Linked DNA regions of Mus musculus: region 1 is linked to region 2. Evidence: chromatin contacts called from public promoter capture Hi-C data. All regions are on one chromosome and are shown on one strand. Each heading gives the region's core, a stretch centred on a gene start, on an enhancer-like site or on the middle of the called end of the contact. The rest is flanking DNA. Distances are from core to core; before and after follow the strand shown. Region 1 overlaps Mgat5 (mannoside acetylglucosaminyltransferase 5). Region 2 holds the start of Actr3 (ARP3 actin-related protein 3).

Region 1 (3,738 bases), core at 325-2,824, 1.9 Mb before region 2:
TTTACTCCTACCAAATTCCTTCATTCTTGAAATTTTTATTTCAGACAACTAATAGGATCCTTTTAAGCTAAACACAGATACTGAACACGTAGGACCGATTGTTCATTCTTTTAGGGCAAATATCTTGGCAGCCCATCAAACATGGTCTGTGTCTGTGGCAGATAATGAAGAGTCTGCAAATAGATGACCCACACAGCCCAGCTAAGCCACCCAACATCCCAGAATTTTAGTATCTTACCTGAGACAGGATCTCCAGGAGCTCAGGCTGACCCCCCAAATTCCCGTGTAGCCAAAATGACTCTGAATTCCTGATCTTCCTGCCTCCACCCACCAGAGCTGCCTACCTGTCAATGTCACCAGTGGTGGCAAATTCAAGGAGAGGTTGGGGTCACTTGGATGTCTCTCTAGATTTCTCAGGACTAGCACTAGATCACACCTTGCTAACACCACCCTGCTACTTAGGTGCCAGTGTGTAAAATCCCAAGCCAAAGAAACAGGGAGGTTGCTAAACTCAAGACGCAAAAACCAAATAAACATACCAATTATCTACTTTAGAATATATTTATTATCATCATCTTTGTCAAAACTAGGGAGAGGTTACTGTTATCTTCTGTTAAAAGCTTATACTATGTGTACTATGTGTAACCTTTAAGGGTCAAACTGAAACAGCCCATCCCTCTCCCTTCTCCCCTCCCTCTTCTCTCGAGCAGGTGGTCCTAAACTGTATAATTAAGCCACCTAAGCAGAAGTCCACGAGGGAACCACATCAAGTCAGGGAGTGACCAAGCAAGCAGTGTTCTTTCATGGTTCCTTCACCCAGGTTCCTGCCTCCACTTTCCTCAACGATAGACTGGACTCTGAGCTGGAAGTGTAAGTCAAATAAATTCTTCCCTTCCCTAAGCTGCCTTCGGTCAGAGTGCAACTTATGACCAAAACAGCAACAGAAGAAAATTAAAATACCATGTAAGTAAAGTTGTACCGAAGTAGATTTATCTAACCTAAATCAGCAACAGAACCAGGAAACCCTGTCTCAGTAGACCGCACCATAGGATGGTCCCAAATACCTCAAACACACACATTCTAGTAAGTTCTAGAAACTCAGCTCCAAAAACCACTCGGCTAGGCTCTGTCCTGTGACGACAAGCACACGGTGGGAATTCCAACACAAGACTGAGACAGGTGTGTGTGTGTGTGTGTGTGTGTGTGTGTGTGTGTGTACACCTGCATGTGCACACCTATGTGCATGTGGAGAAAGCCAGAGAATACCCTCAACTGTCATTCTTCAAACACCATCCACCTTGTTTGTTTTTGGTTGACAAAGGGTCGCCCACTGATCTAGAGCTCAGGAAGTATGCTTAGTCAGCCAGCCAGTGCCTCCCGAGTGCTGGGATTATAACAAGCACACCAACTATGCTTGGATTTTTTTTAACATGGTTTCTGGGGGTTGAAAACAGGTCCTCAGGCCCTTTTGTAATCAATTTCCTGGTTTCCCTTTATATTACATATCCCACCACACACACACACACACACACACACACACACACACACACTCGCTCGTTTCTCTGGAATACGTTATTTAGCAACACATGATAAAGACAACTGGTAAAACCACAAGTCTATAAATACATAACGTGTTGGTCTTGCCTATGAAAAAAGTTTGATAAACTGTATTTAGAGGAAACACCTGCTAAGTTGCTGTCCTTCCTGACGAACGTAATTAATGTAGAATTAAAACCTTTAAGACAGCATCTACCACAGGGTCACATCACACTTATTCAACACTAACATTTCGTGCTATTCTGTTCTCTCTGGTGGTAACTGATCTCTGAGACCGATAGACCGTATAGGTCAAGTCAATGAGTCATTTGTCTTGTGTACCTAGTGTTGGGTACCTAGTGTTGGTGGTTGGACAGTGGCACACAAAACAGAGCTTCATGGCTTTAATACATTACATTTAAAAAGGCATTTTATTCAGACGTGTGAAAAGCCAGTGCCTAGTAACACTGACTTTTTACACGGCTGCTGGGGAATCAAACTCAGGTCCTCGGGGTTGCTTGGCAAGCCCTTTACCAACTGAGCCATCCCCCACATTACTGCTGATAAATGTTGAAGAGATACATCAAAAGCAGACAGTGTGACCTAAGGATTCATGTCCTAAGAACTGAGAAAGAACATCGGAGTCCCCGAGCTGTAGCGCCCGTCTCTTCATAGACACATACACTTTAGAGCCAAGTTTCTGCGGCACATATGAGTCCCTGTGTCTGTACTCCAGCTGCGCAAACTAAGCCTACAGTTTCATGTGTTCTAACTGAGGGCATATTTTTGACTAGGCTGCAAAGCAGAGCACTAGCTCTCCTACACCATCCCAGCATGCCATCTACAGCAAACACTAGACCCACTGAAGACTGGGTTTGATGGCTCCATTTCCCCTTTGACAACTAACAAGAGCTCACCCCCTAGAAAACCAGGTCATTCGGAACCCTCTGTGACCACAGCACATCCTGGAAGCAGAATCTCTACGACGCTATGGCCCGAATTCCACTTGCGATGTTTATTTTAAGTGTCAGTATGTGCACTCTGGCACCGTCTGGGTCATGCGAGATGGCTCAGTGAGTACAGGCACTTGCCATGCAAGCCAGACCAGAGTTCCATCCCTGTGTGGTGGAAAGAGGGAACCAGCTCCTAAAGGCTGCCCTCTGGGCTCCACTGTGTGCAGTGGTGCATGCACACAGAAACATGAATGGAAATGCACAGATGACAACAATAATAATAATAATGAATAAGACAGAAAAAAATCTATTGCAAAGTTATACACTAAATGCTAATTGTGTATATTGCTCAGAGGACACTTTTATGTGATTTTTCTCTTTTGTTTTCCTGCCTTCAATTTTTTTCTAAATTAAGCATAGCTCTTACTAAAAAAGGAAGATAAATTTCACATACATCATTTTATATATATCTAAAGTTATATGTGTGTGTGTGTGTGTGTGTGTGTGTGTGTGTGTTTGTGTGTGTATAGTGCCTCATATAGCCAGGCCAACATCAAACATCCTAGGTAGATGAGGATGGCCCTGAACATCTGATCTTCCTGCCAATAGCACCACCATGCTGGGGTTTCAGGCATGTGCCGCCATGCCCAGATCCAACCAAGCATGCCAGGCAAGCTAAGCACTATTTCCAGCCCTCGTGTGTTATTTTCAAAAACACGAGGTTCCTGAAATGAGCAATGAGTTGAGCACAGTTAAAGACAAAAGCAATAAAGTCTGGAAAATCAAACATTAATGGTTCGGGGCAGTTCATTAGCTCAACACTGACCTTAACGGCATCCGAGACATCCTCCTCCCCACTGGAGCTAATTACATTTTGTTTAAGGACAGATAATGAAAATGTTTGTTTGCACTCTCTGAACACACTCCTGTGAGCAGAACCTAGAAATAAGTTGACAGAGTGGGGACTGGCTATAAATGCAAGCCAGAGAGAGCTCTGGTGCTCTGAGTGGCAGGTCTGGGGTGTCTGTGTATATAGGAGTCCCACAAAGGGTACAGCTTTACCTTTCTAGAAATACAGCTATGGGCTGGGGAGTTGGCTCTGTGGGTTAAAGGGCTTGTTGGACAAGTGTAAGGACCTGAGTTCAGATCCACTGAATCCATATCGAGCCAAACACGGCAGCCTGCATATAGAATCCCAGTGTGCCTGTACAGAGATGGAAGGCAGGGACAAGATAATCCCTCAGAAGTT
Region 2 (3,876 bases), core at 545-3,044:
GAAACCTGTTGCCCTACTCAATAGACCTGTTGTAATATTACCTTGTAAACACTGATATTTCTACACATATCATGCTGAGGGTAGGTGACTACTGACCATCAGCCTTAGATGGTCCATCTATGCAGACCCTCACCACTCCACAAAGCTCGGGGAGCATCATGGAGGAGGGGATGGGGGTGCATAGAAGATGCTGTCTTCTGGACATGACACAGATTTTGCAGTTATAGTTTCCTGAAGATCTAGCCAAGATCAGTCAGCATTTCAACCAAACTGACTGGATTCAGGAGATTACCAAAAAATAAATGAAAATCAGAGGGGACAGGAAGGGAGGAGGAAGAAGAGGAAGAAGAGGAAGAGGAGAAAAGGAGGAGGAGGAGGAGGAGGAGGAGGAGGAGGAGGAGGAGGAGGAGGAGGAGGAGGAATACATTGGGATATCCAGGGGAGCCAGAGAGAAGGTTCTGGGTAAATTCAATCAAGATATAGCATTTACATGTATGGGATTGCTAAAGAATAAATAAAAGACAAGCCTGTTGGGAAGGAAAGCTATTAACTTTCCAGGTTCCTGCTGATGAGAAAGTAAATTCTCAGGTTCTACTGCACATTGATTTTGCCTAATCCCCTGGGAGATGACCCAGCAACATACTTTAAGCTTTCTATGTTACTCTGATGTATTCAAGTTTTAAAAGTATTACTTTTTAAGTCTGTGATGTAAAAAAATACATATCTTTTTCTCATCTTTCTTTCTTTTTCTTTTTCTTTTTTTTTCCAACTAGAAAAAGTTGGTATCACGTTAACAGCACTCCACAGAAGGAAATTCATTGTCACTTCAACCGGAATAGAGGCCACCTGCACAGAGTCTATTTTGTAGAACACAACCTCTGGGACACTGGCCTTTCTTAAAGGCCGGAGATAATCTCACTACTCTTGAAAGAAGTTTATCATCACCCCAAAACCCAAATAAAGGCCATTTGTACAGGCTATGTAGAGCATAACCTCTGGGAAACTTGATTTTTTAATTTTTGTTTTATATTTTCTTATGAGGGGGAGGATGTGCGCAAAATCAAAGAACAACTTGTGGGGGTCTTTTCATTCCTTCCAGCATGTGGATCTCCAAGGGCTCAAACTCAGGTTAGTGAGTGCAAGCATCTTTACCTGCTAAGCCATGTCACTGATCCAACACTTGCCTTTCTTGGAAGACACACAGGAATCCCCAAACCCTGAAGAAGGTGGGTTTGTTATTGTTCAACCTAACGTCTTGGATCCTTGCCTGTCTTAAAAGCAAAGGCCCACCATTTTGGGGAGCTTGCAAACTACAATGCAATAGTATAACTGACATAAATCTCAGGACACATCCCTTTTCTGACTGCTCACCTACAGCGATTATGGGGACATGCCGCTGACCACGTTTCCAATTAGCCCTTCACCCCACAGTAGAAAGCCTCCTGCCCATGGCTCAAGTTAGCAGAGAAGAAACACACTCAACACCCACCACCACCAAAAGCCAGCTTCCTAACTAAATAACTGCCTGACTTCTGGGCTGCCACCGGCCAGAAAATGCGAACTGGAATCTTCGCAAGTCGGAAGCGGAGCCGCGACCCACAGCTGCGCGCCACTGCGCATGCGTAGCCGCTTCTGGACCCCCTTCAAGCTCAGCTTGGCTTCTGGGCTTCCAGCTATTTGAAAACCCAAAGTGGACTTTCTGGCTATCCGGAAGGGAGCCGGGGCCGGGCGGCCGCACAGTACATCGCACGCACGCGCGCGCGTGCTCGCTCCTCCCACCCGGAACCGGAAGTGGGAGCGATCGCGGCCTGGGGCCTGGCCTGGCCGGGGCGTCGGCAGCGGCGGCCATCTTGGCTCCCCGCGGAAAGGCAGTGCGAGGGGGAAGAAGTTGTAGGGTGGGGGCGGGAGCGAGGAGGAGGAGGAGGAGGGCGGAGAGCGGAGGGGTAGAGGAGGAGGCCGCGGCAGGGTAGGGCGGGGACAGCCAGCCTGCCGGCCGGCCAGCCTGCTGGGCTTGCGGAAGTACTAGCCGACTGCTCACTCGCTCCTGCTCGGGCTTCCCACAGCTCCCTCCCTTCCTCCCTCCCTCCCGACCGAGGGCGGCCCGGGCCGGTGCATGGTCAGCCAGCTCCCATCTCTAGCTCCCCGGCCTCTCAGCAGCACGGAACGGACGGCAGCGGCGGGCGAGGAGGAAGATGGCGGGACGGCTGCCGGCCTGTGTGGTGGACTGTGGCACGGGGTACGGCGGGTCTTCGGGGTGGGGGAGACTGAGGCCGGGGACGGGCGGAGGAGGGAGATGAATGGGGGGAGCCGGCCAGACTGGCGAGGGGTGGTGCCGGGAGCCTCCCGGGACAGAGATCTTTTCCAGGCCCTTCCTTTCCGAGGAGGCCGTCTGGCCCACCTGGCTGTCCTTTCCCTTCTCTCCCCTTTGCTGCCTGTGAAGCAGGGCACCCACCGAGGACCTCCAGACCTAGGAGCAAGGAAAAGAGAGAGAGAGAGAGAGAGAGAGAGAGAGAGAGAGAGAGAGAGAGAGAGAGAGAGAGAGAGAAGCGCTCCTTGCAGATTTTGCAAGATCGCGGTGACAACTCTCGATCTCTTAGGGCGTGTGGGTGGGGAGAGCGACGAACCAGGCTGTGAAAATGGGAAGCTAGCATGGGGGGCTTTTGCAGCGGACCCACGCGCCGCCTGGTTTCCGCCCACACCCATTCGTAGCCATCTCCCACTACCCATTGAACCAAGTCAGTTCCAGCGAGGAGGATCTCACGGGGGTTATAGCTCTTGCCTCAAAAAAGTCCCTTGGTGAGCAAGCGCGCTGCAACTTCCTTAGTTTTGTCAAAGCCGCTTCCTGCTTTCCGTCTTTTATAGCCTTATAAGGTAGTTTTTCGTCTCGAACGTTACCACGTCTTATTAGAACTTTCAAAATTAAGCAGGTTGCATAAAGAGTACATTATGAGTGGTAGGTATCAATATGTCTGAACTAGAAAAAAAAATGTTCTTGTGTGTCCACGGAGGGAGACAGAGGGGAGAGAAGGGACGCACCCTGGAACCTAAACGTTTGTTCACGTTCGTTTTGTGACTGTGTCTTGAAAACTGAAAGGGGGTATAAAGGAATGTGTTTGATTTAAAGTAATTGTTTCTGATAGTAGTGTGGTTGACTAAAATGACTTTAAAGTAGTGGTTTTGTATTAATGAACCTTGTCAAGAGTTACAACTTGCTCTGGGTAGTGACCTAGAGAGAAGACTGTACATTTTTTTATGTTCTACGTTGAAATCCTTGGTGGAGGAAGAGGCCTGTCTGATCTCGAATCCCCCAAATACATCAGTGGTTTTGAGGATAGTTGCCAACCTTTTTCCTCTTATTCTCCCTACCACAGTTATTTAAGCGATGCCTTTTCTTTCCCTCCACACTAGTTAAAACTCTTCTGCCTTTATTTGTAATTTTGTCAGGCAGCTGGAAACAACAGAAAACTTTTTTTTTCTTGGAAAACACTAGTCTAGTCTTGGAATTTCTATGTATTTTCTTAGTTGACATTTTATTAAAGTTAGGTTTTCTTTTAATCCAGTGTCACCTCCCTGAAGTGTTTCTGTGTATGTGTTTAAGTTTATCCTTTTGTAGTTTAATTGATCAGTTGTTGGATGTTAGAGCCATTTTAAAAATTAGAATTAGCCAGAGTGAATAGGACTTTTCAAGTGTATTGTATTGAAGTGACAGATAGTGCTATGTTGTACTTTCATGCTTTAGAAATCACTGTCAGTAGAACCACATAGTCACTGATCACCTTATAAATAATGCCATGGCTGCTTAAGTAGGATTTGTCTTTTTATTCTTTTTATGTATCTATTTTCCTCTTTTGGAATGCAGTTTTGGTTATTTTTGAA

Evidence for each region. Promoter capture Hi-C pulls out the DNA fragments that hold promoters and counts their contacts.
Region 1: a contact with region 2 is called in a promoter capture Hi-C map of pre-B cells. The contact joins the enhancer-like site here to the promoter of Actr3 in region 2. A contact is called at or near these places in 2 of 39 promoter capture datasets (the C10 cell line and pre-B cells), 1 of 484 Hi-C or Micro-C datasets (the MNK3 cell line) and 1 of 115 datasets of contacts at active chromatin or transcription factors (thymic regulatory T cells).

The regions. Positions count from the first base shown.
Region 1 is chr1:127,307,282-127,311,019 of GRCm38.p6, reverse strand. The region is part of intron 3 of Mgat5 (mannoside acetylglucosaminyltransferase 5); the gene reads right to left. Among named protein-coding and RNA genes, the nearest start is that of Gm51747, 8.9 kb to the right of the region's middle. Within about 2 kb of position 1,574, at least 49 of the 459 cell types and tissues checked have an H3K27ac peak or open chromatin away from gene starts, as enhancers often do. A contact at or near this core is called in the MNK3 cell line and pre-B cells, where this site is marked.
Region 2 is chr1:125,433,645-125,437,520 of GRCm38.p6, reverse strand. It overlaps Actr3 (ARP3 actin-related protein 3), which reads left to right and starts at 1,794. Exons shown (of 12, transcript NM_023735.2): 1 at 1,794-2,236. The coding sequence starts at 2,193.